2 separate regions of the Mus musculus genome follow, and region 1 is linked to region 2. A link is a contact called in public Hi-C data. All regions are on one chromosome and are shown on one strand. The core of a region is the stretch at or near the end of the contact, and the rest is flanking DNA. Distances in the headings are between cores, read along the strand shown.

The links. A called contact is a pair of places that touch in the nucleus more often than the background predicts.
Region 1: a contact with region 2 is called in a Hi-C map of the HPC-7 cell line, with 2.6 times the contacts expected there. The contact joins two enhancer-like sites. A contact is called at or near these places in 1 of 39 promoter capture datasets (embryonic stem cells), 8 of 15 datasets of contacts at CTCF or cohesin (CD8 T cells, the G1E-ER4 cell line, the NIH/3T3 cell line and 4 more), 237 of 484 Hi-C or Micro-C datasets (the AML12 cell line, the AtT-20 cell line, B cells and 120 more), 37 of 115 datasets of contacts at active chromatin or transcription factors (CD4 T cells, CD8 T cells, DN3 thymocytes and 28 more) and 2 of 9 other capture datasets (embryonic stem cells and embryonic tail).

Annotation. Positions count from the first base shown.
Region 1 is chr13:114,959,172-114,963,883 of GRCm38.p6, reverse strand. Itga1 (integrin alpha 1) reads left to right here. Exons shown (of 29, transcript NM_001033228.3): 29 at 3,750-4,712. The coding sequence ends at 3,794. Among named protein-coding and RNA genes, the nearest start is that of Itga2, 29 kb to the right of the region's middle. Within about 2 kb of position 1,568, at least 3 of the 459 cell types and tissues checked have an H3K27ac peak or open chromatin away from gene starts, as enhancers often do.
Region 2 is chr13:114,844,459-114,848,942 of GRCm38.p6, reverse strand. Itga2 (integrin alpha 2) reads left to right here. Exons shown (of 30, transcript NM_008396.3): 25 at 889-999; 26 at 3,006-3,110. Among named protein-coding and RNA genes, the nearest start is that of Mocs2, 28 kb to the right of the region's middle. Within about 2 kb of position 2,977, at least 51 of the 459 cell types and tissues checked have an H3K27ac peak or open chromatin away from gene starts, as enhancers often do.

The DNA of each region.
Region 1 (4,712 bases), core at 319-2,818, 120 kb before region 2:
GCTTCTTCCTCCCAGAAATAAGACCCACTCTCAAAATATATTTATAATATCTGACTAGATCATAACTTAACCCATTTATTTTAACTTAGACTTTGCCCCATGGCTGATTTCCTGTGCTCAGATACCATGCATCCAGCTCTTCACATCTTCCCAGGGCAAATCTGCCTAACATTAAATCCCAGAATTCTTTCTGCCTCCCGGATGTCCCACCTTCTAGTCTACCCTTTCCAATAGGCCATAGGGTTTTCTTTTAATTGACAGGTGCCACATCCATACAGACACAAGATATTCGCTGAACACCTCAGTCTCTAAACGAGGAATGAAGTTACAGACAAGGTTTGCATGTTTTTCAGGGCCGCAAAGACAGTAATATTCTGAATAAGAGTTTGAGTAGATATTAACTGATTCCATTCTGTGGTCCTTACAACTTTTATAGCAATACATTGTAACTGCATTTTACACCTGTAAATGTTAAAACAAAGGTAAGGAGACTTAGTGAACCATGCCCACCCCACCCCACCCCAACCCCAAGATTATCAAGGAGCGAACAACTAGATACAACTAGCATTGTTTCTAAAACCTCTGCATTTTTTAAAAATAAATTCTTTGGCTGAACAGTACAGGGTATAGGATCATGATTCCTTTGAAACATGTAAAATACTTGACTTAGAAAAAAAATTCAGAGAACATATAAAACAAAATACTACAGTTGGAAGAAAAACCATGAGAAGCAAGGACATGCCTTTTATTATTTGATTCACACGATGTCCAAGTCCCATTGCTGATGAGTCTTCATCTTACAGCTTTGTCGCCCACCCAGCATAACTTATTGATGGGAATATGGTAGTTCCCCATAGTTGGTTTCTCTCTGGAAAACTCCAGGATCCATCAACTGCTCATCAAAATATAATGCAGTATATATAATAAGATACTCTGGGAAATTTTTAAAAATTCACTTGCCTAACTTTTATCATAACACAGTGTTATGAGAATCTTATTTTATTAGTCATTATTGTTAATTTCTTACTAATTTATATCACTTTCATCATCAAAATGTACAAATAGGATAAAACAAAACTTCGTGTCTGTCACTCATTACTGCCATGTTTCAGGCACCCAGACCTGTGGATAAGGAGGACTGGTGTAGCATTACGTTTTAATCTTTTATTAATCGGTATTCATTTGTTTATTCAACACTTATTCCACATTATGCATTGACCACCTACTTCTTGCCACAGGGTATTGAACTAGGTTAATTCTATAAAGGAGAATTTATAATTCAGAAATCAAAACAGGAAAGCAACACCCTATAGAAGGTCTAGGGGGGTCACAAACTTACTTTTCGTTTTTCAATTCTTGGCTAAGATCGTCTTTGTTTAAGTTTGCTTCCCTTAGTAAAATTAATGTTTGGAGAATTTGAGTGGAAAAGTTACGATCAAGGTAGTTTCATCTGGAAGATAGACTTTTAGAAACATTTTTTAAAAAGAAGACAGCTGGCTGGGAAGGGGCGGGTTTTGAGAGGAAGGCGAGCCAATTGACAAACGGCTGGGGAGAACCGGAAGAAGGTGGATCTTAAATACTTGGCTCCCCTCTGGAGAAGCCTCTGATTTACTCTCACCTCAGGGCAGGTGCGGAGCTTCTGTGGTTGCCACCCAGGAAATGACTGGTGTTCAGGAAAACACAAAGTCACAGCAGCTTTCACCATCACTTGTTCATACCACCCCTTACCTCGTCTTCTAGCAACTACGTCCTGGCGGACCACAGCCCTGGCTAACGTCCTAACATGGAAATGCATATTTTTCATCATTTGCTCCTTTAAGCCCTCTAGTGCTCAGTCATTAAGTGTGTAGTCCCCGACTATGAAGATCACTCGGTTAGTAAGGTGCTCAGCTACAAGTCAAGTAACACCCCACGAGCCCGCCCGCCCAAGACACACAAAACCCAGTTCGGCTTGTGAACTGGTGAAAGATAGCTTAGCATCTGCATTCTACATGCCTGGTTCAGTTTCCAGTACCCATACTTCTGGCCTCTGAGTGCACTAGCTCTCACGTGTGTGGTCCCACACACAGACACACACAGAGACATACCTTTATACACGAAGAAATTGAATCTTTTTTAAAGGTTATGCATATTGGCATGTGGCTGTTATGTGTTTATAGTCCCAGCACTGAAAGTGGAGACAGAAGGTCCCCACCCACACCTACACCCACTCTGTCTCCCCACTCCCACCCCCAGGCTCTCTGGCTTTTTCTGGCTAGTCTAATAGGCCAATGGAAAAAAATGCCATCTGCAAAAGCAAAAGGAACTATGCCCAAGTGTGACTTCTGGCCTCTGCCTGCAAGCAGATTTCACCACCCCTCCTCAAACATCCACAGGAGCATGCGAATTCACATCAGTACAGACCTGTAGATCCATGTGATAAGGATATAATTCATTTGCAAATAATTAACTCACTCAAATTTTTTAAAAAGTTAGGGCGCACAATTTTTAAAAGCTGCTCCCCTGGGACTTGGTTTTTAATTTAAACATTGGGTTTTAAAGAAGATTAAATTATTTAAATGGGATTTAACTTATTCAATAAATTAAAAAGTAAGATTAGATAACTTCCAAATGCTTATCTCGTGTCAATTGTCTTTGTTTTCTCTATAATTGAAATAAATATAAGACTGAGAAGTTTTTTGCTGATGGTTCAATAACAGAGAACAATAAAATGTGACTTACGTTAACCACTACATGATTTTCCCCCTTATAGTCAATAGTTCTATTTTCTTTTTTATTTTGTTTTGTTTTTGTTTTTTTATTAGATATTTTCTTTATTTACATTTCAAATGTTATCCCCCTTTCCTGGTTTCCCCTCCAAAAACCCCCAATCTCCTCCCCCCTCCCAACCCACCCACACCCGCTTCCTGGCCCTGGCATTCCCCTACACTGGGACATAGAACCTTCACAGGACCAAGGGCCTCTCCTTCCATTGATGGTCGACTAGGCCATCCTCTGCTACATATGCAGCAGGAGCCATGAGTCCTACCCTGTATACTCTTTGGTTGGTGGTTTAGTCCCTGGAAGCTGTGGGGGTACTGGCTAGTTCATATTGTTGTTCCTCCTATGGGGCTGCAAATCCCTTCTTCAGCTCCTTGGGTCCTTTCTCTAGCTCCTACATTGGGGACCCTGTGCTCAGTCCAATGGTTGGATGTGAGCATCCATCTCTGTATTTGTCAGGCACTGGCAGAGCCTAATGATTCTATTTTCATAAGTAAACGACATGGGGTCTTTTGAGAAACTTCTGGCAACCTTGTGTGCAGCACTCTGACCTGCTTAGATTAATTCAGGAAATTCAGACATCTCCCTGATACCTGTCTGTGGCCATCTAGCAAGCTAGCTGTGAACTCTAAGAATCTTAATTTGTGACCATTGTTTATTGGATGGAAAATTTTCTGTCTATTAAGAAATTTGATGATGAGAAAATGTGCCTCAGAAGCCTGCTTATGCCACACATGCAGGGTTTTTATTGGAAGAGATGCTTAACTGAGTGTAGTGATATAGCCAAAGATGAAGTAAATGGTTTGATGAATGTCATCTATATTACATACAGTAGTAATCGGTCAGTTAAAATATACATCAGTTCTCTGAATTAAATATATGCCCAGATTTCCTAATTCATGATTAAATTAGATTATATCCAAATAGATTAGCATCTATTGCCTAAATCAAAGTAATTAATTGTGTTATGATTTGTATTTTCTCAACAGATTGGATTCTTCAAAAGGCCACTAAAGAAGAAAATGGAGAAATGAAATATTTAAGGAAAAAAACCAATAACAACTATTCAACAATCTATCCTCAGGTTTGCCTCAATCATGTGAGAAGAAATTCAGAAATATAGCCAAAGATGTGGTCACATAGCTCCATGTACTCCATCATCCATCTAGGATTGCTTACTTGGAAAGAGACAGATCAAGTGTGACCCAGAAAGGCTACCCAAAGATACAGTGTAGAAAGCAATGGGAAATATTTTTAATAATTACTCATTTTTGCTGAGTAAGTGAAATGACAAAGAGTTTTAAAGAAGAATCGTCCGTATAAGTACCTTTATGTGTTTACGTGCCACACAGAGTATCTTAAGGGATGCACAAAAAGAGCTTCGTGTTCCGTGAAGCAGTTACTCTCAGCACAGCATAAATAAAGAATCTCTCCTTGGTCACATCTTCCGAGTGACACTCAGCATTTGTAAATGACAACACGGGAATGGGGTGAAAGGTTCTCCCAGTTCAAATGAGAAAAACTTTCCTTAGCCAAGCTCATATACAATATGGACTGAAAATAGAATTAGATCACGGGTGACACTCGGTGACCTTGTGGATCCCATAAGGTGGAAAGAGTATTTTCCAGTGTGATTGGAAAATAGTGCAGTTGAGCTTAAATTCTATGTAGAATAGGCAGTCAAGATGGAGTCCTTATTTAAACATGAGCGCACTGAATCTATTAATTTAAACTTTTACAGAAAGTAAAACTGCTTAATTTATATTGAGCTCTAGAACAAAAAACTCTTATAATATATATAATATGTATGTATACGTATATATATATTATATATAAAGTTGAAGCAGCCTGTGTAGCATAACAATGATAAGTAGTGAAAAGCCACACCATGTGTGTGATGCCCAGAGGGTTTCTTAATGAAACATGAGCATACATAGATGACCCAATAAAAC
Region 2 (4,484 bases), core at 1,728-4,227:
ACCTAACAAGGCATCATTACAACGGTGTTACTGAGGGGGGAGTGTCCGTTACACTACTCTACGCCTGGAGACCAGGCCTGTTTGCAAAGGTCATCAATATGGTACAAATAGGGCTTTTGTATGGTCATGCTAGTTAGTATCTAAAATGCTCTGAGTGGATTCACTATAACATAACTGTAAGGATAAGCAACTATTAATCTAAAGATCGAGATTAGGTATTTAGAGAAATTCACAGAAACACACTGTAATCCCGGAACTTGGGAAGCTGAGGTGAGATCGGTGTAATTTTAAAGCCAGTGAGGACCACAGAGCATGACTAAGAAAGAGAAAATTTGAGTTATGAAAGAATAGCTAATCGAGAAAAGAACGCTAGAAAATCTTTGGAATGTAAATAGGAACACGCCTGTCTCCCTGGGCCAATCGCCACTCCATCTCTGCATTTCCACTAGTCCAGAAACAGCTTCAGCCCTGAAGTTCAGCTTCATGTCTTTAAATGAGTAAAGAATCTTGATTGGTTATCCAGATTTTGTATTTCAGAAAGTGAGGAAGGCAACCGCATACTTCATACGATTTTTAATCAATTCACATTTTAAAAAATTAAACAAAATAAATAACAGTATTAAGAGCATAAGTGTGAGCCATTGTATCAAGTGTCTTCCACACTACCAACTTAATTCCCACCAGTGGGAACAGACAGCTTGGGAGTGCATGGCCACTGACTTTTTGATGGTCTTTAATTTTCGGGTGAAAACGTGATCTTTAGTGAGGTTCAGTTCCTGCCCAAGCTGCACTGCTATTCTCCATTCCCCTCGCCATGGACAGCGTCACTGAGAGCATCACGGATGGTTTTTCTGACAGCATTTGCATCTCATGTTATTGTCTGCTTAGGTAACAGCCGGAAGTGCCCCAGTGAGCATGGCATTGGTGACTATCCACATTCCTCAGTACACCAAGGAAAAGAACCCACTCCTGTATCTGACTGGGATACAAACAGACCAGGTAAGGACAATACACCTGGCCACACAAATAGAAGTGACCCAAGGCTTAAGGATGAGTGTGTCTGCACCTGAAAGCTGAAAAACAAGAGAGACAATATATGCATCCCAGATGCCAACAAACTAACATCAAACTTCATATGTCCTAAGAAAATCGACAACCTGCTTTAAGTGGTCAGAGGTGGTTGCAATTATTCTGTTTTTGGTAGGAGGTGATTCAAGTTGGTCAGAACCCTCCTAGGAGAGAAAACCAAGACGTGAGAGGTTTGGGTTACTATGGGCACACAGTAGGTCTAGAAAGCTGCAATTAATAGCTGGTCTTCCAGGAAGATGCTTGAAGACCAGTAGTACTCAGGCCTAGTTATCCATTTAAACCACCCCAATTACTTTTTAAAGAGAAACATCAAGGCAATGAAATCTGAATCTAAATAGAAGGCCAGACCAAGCAGCCTGGACCAAGAGATAGTGTGTGTCATAGCCAAACCTCCTAACATTGGCTCACCTTAAGTTAGGCACCTAGCTGGTCTTACAGTAGTGTTGTTTCTGTAATGTGCATAGTAAACCTAAAGGAGTTAAAGTCCTAAATAGTTCCAGAGAAAAGAATACTAAATCATTCATGATGTTTACATCTATTAATCCATCCATCCATCCATCCATCCATCCATCCATCCATCTATCTATCTATCTATCTATCTATCTATCTATCTATCTATCTATCTATCTATCTTTACTACAAATTTATCTAATGTCATACGAGCAAAGTATTAGTTCATTTTGCATCGCTACAATAAAATGCCCAAGGTTAGTCAAACTTTACAGATAAAGAGGTTTATTTAACCCCTAGTTCCTGAGATTCAGAGATAGCTGCCAGCATTATTTCATCTCTGGTGAGTGTCTCATGGTAGTTGGTATAAGAAAGAAAGAGGAAACGGAAGTTCATTGCCAAGTAGGAAACTGGAGAGAATTCTCCACCCCCCTTTTTAGGACATCCTTCCAGTTAATTAGCTGGTAGATGTTCTACTGGGACCCAACTCTTTTTTTTTTTCCTGTAGACCAGGCTGGCCTTGAACTCAGAAATCTGCCTGCCTCTGCCACCCAGCAACTCTTAAAGGTCTCATCCTCTCTCCACACTGCCACTTTAGGGACCACAGTTTTTCTTTTTATTCCTCTCTCATATATTATACCCCAATTGTAGTTTCTGTTCCCTACCTCCCCCCACTCTCCCCCTCCTGTCTCCCCTCTCCTTCAGACCCATGCCCTAAATCTCGCTCCGCCCCCCTCAGAAAATAACAGACCGCTCAACAACATCAACCAAACATAGCATAATGAGCTACAATAAGACCAGGCACATGCAATCACATCAAGGCTGGACAGGGCAATCCTGTAGGCAGAGAAGAGTCCCAGAAATAAAGTCAAGGACAGCCTCTGCTCTCACTATTAGAATTCCCATATCTACTCAGCTATAACATATATGCAGAGAACCTAGGTCAGACCCCTACAGGCTCTCTGATTCCTGCAACCGCCATGAGTCCCTGTCAGGTGGTTCTGTGGACCATATTCTTGTGATGTCCCTAACACCTCTGATTTCTCCAATCCTTCCTCTGCCTCCTCAGCAAGACTCCCAGAGTTCCTCAATGTTTGTCCATGGTTCTCTGCATCTGTTCCATCAACTGATGGATGAAGACTCTCTGGTCTCTTTGATGGTGATTTAGCTAGGCTCTGGGGGGATGGGGTAGGACTACTCTTTTAATGTGGTGAACTATGAAGTACAAACCACATTGAAATCATGACAGGTTGTGAGAAGCTGGCCTGCCTTATCAGGTCACATCAGCTCACTGCAACAGTTGAGCCTTTACTGAAAGAACAAAAGATTTGGCCACTGGGCCTCTGAGAAAGGAGCCTAAGGGCCCCACCCTGCACCCCACATGTCAGCAGGATTTCCTGGCAGGCTGAAAACACTGACAACTACCGCTTTGCTTTCCAATTCTGATGTGGTGTTCTTCTCTGTAGGCTGGCGACATCAGCTGCACAGCAGAAATAAATCCACTCAAGCTACCACACACCGCCCCTTCTGTATCTTTCAAGAATGAAAACTTCCGGCATACGAAAGAATTGGTGAGGAGAGAGCGATGTTACACCAAGCTTGCCTTTAGGGATCTGGTGTTTGTTGGAATCGTGACTCTTACTTTACCCCAGCAGCTGATACCCTAGGGCAGGGGTTCTCAACCTGTGGGTTGCAATCTATTTGGGCTCAAATGATCCTTTCATGGGGGTCGCCTAAGACCATCAGAAACATCAGGTATTTACATTATGATTCATAACAGTAAGAAAGTTACAGTTATGAGGTAATAACAAAAACTAATTTTAGAGTTGGGGGTTACCACAACATGAGAAACTGTATTAAAGGGTCACAGTATTAGGAAGGTTGAGAACCACTGCCCTAGAGAGAGTATTCTTCTGGCTTTAACGGCAAGTGTGAAGTAGGATACAGCAAATATGTTTTCAAGCTTAGGCCGGCAGTTTGCTGCAGCATCAACAGGACACATGCGGTTACTATGGAGGTGAAAGGGGGCCTAGAGAAGGTGGAGGGTGCACAGGGTCAGGGGATGGTGAGCAAAGCAGGATCAGCAGAACCAACGCCTGCTCCGCTAACCTTTAAAGCCGAGCTCTGTATGATGACTGACCCTGATCCCCATCTCTCTGCCTGCCCTCGGGGGAAGAGTTAGTGTAGCACCTAGCATGGTTCTTGGTACAGACTCAGTCACGGGGTAAGTGAGCAATAAACTCTAAGCAAGCTCTCTGCCATCCCTGCATGTGGAGTGTGTGTGTGTGTGTGTGTGTGTGTGTGTGTGTGTATGTGTGGTGAGAGAGAGAGAGAGAGAGAGAGAGGGAGGGAGGGAGAGAGGGAGGGAGAGAGAGAGAGAGAGAGAGAGAGAGAGAGAGAGAGAGGGAAGGAGAGAGAGGGAGGGAGAGAGAGAGGGAGAGAGAGGGAGGGAGAGAGAGAGAGAGGAAGAGAGAGATGTATGTGCATGCATGTGTGTCTGTGTGTCCATATGTGGCTGTATGGTACACAACAAGTATAAGGACTTGCTCGGCTGTGAATGATGCACAGGCTGGGGCACTACACGATTGCTCTCCATTGTGTTATCCTGAGACAAGGTCTCTTGCTGCACTGGATGCTCACCATTTTGCCCAGGCTAGATTGCCAGAGAGCTCTCAGGATCCACTTGTCCCTGCACTGTCTCCCCAGCACTGGACTACAGGCACACAAGCCATATGAGGCTTTTTATGTGGCTGCTGAGGACTTGAACTCTGGTCCTACTGCTTGCAAATGCTCTTACCCACTGTGCTAGCTTCCTGGCTCCCATGGACTCCTTTTAAAGAAGCTTTAGTTTGTAAATCAATTCATCATGAAATCATGTGGAATGTAGAAGACTTTCCTATATACCTCCTGTTGACACATATTCATGGATTCGTCCACCGTTGAAA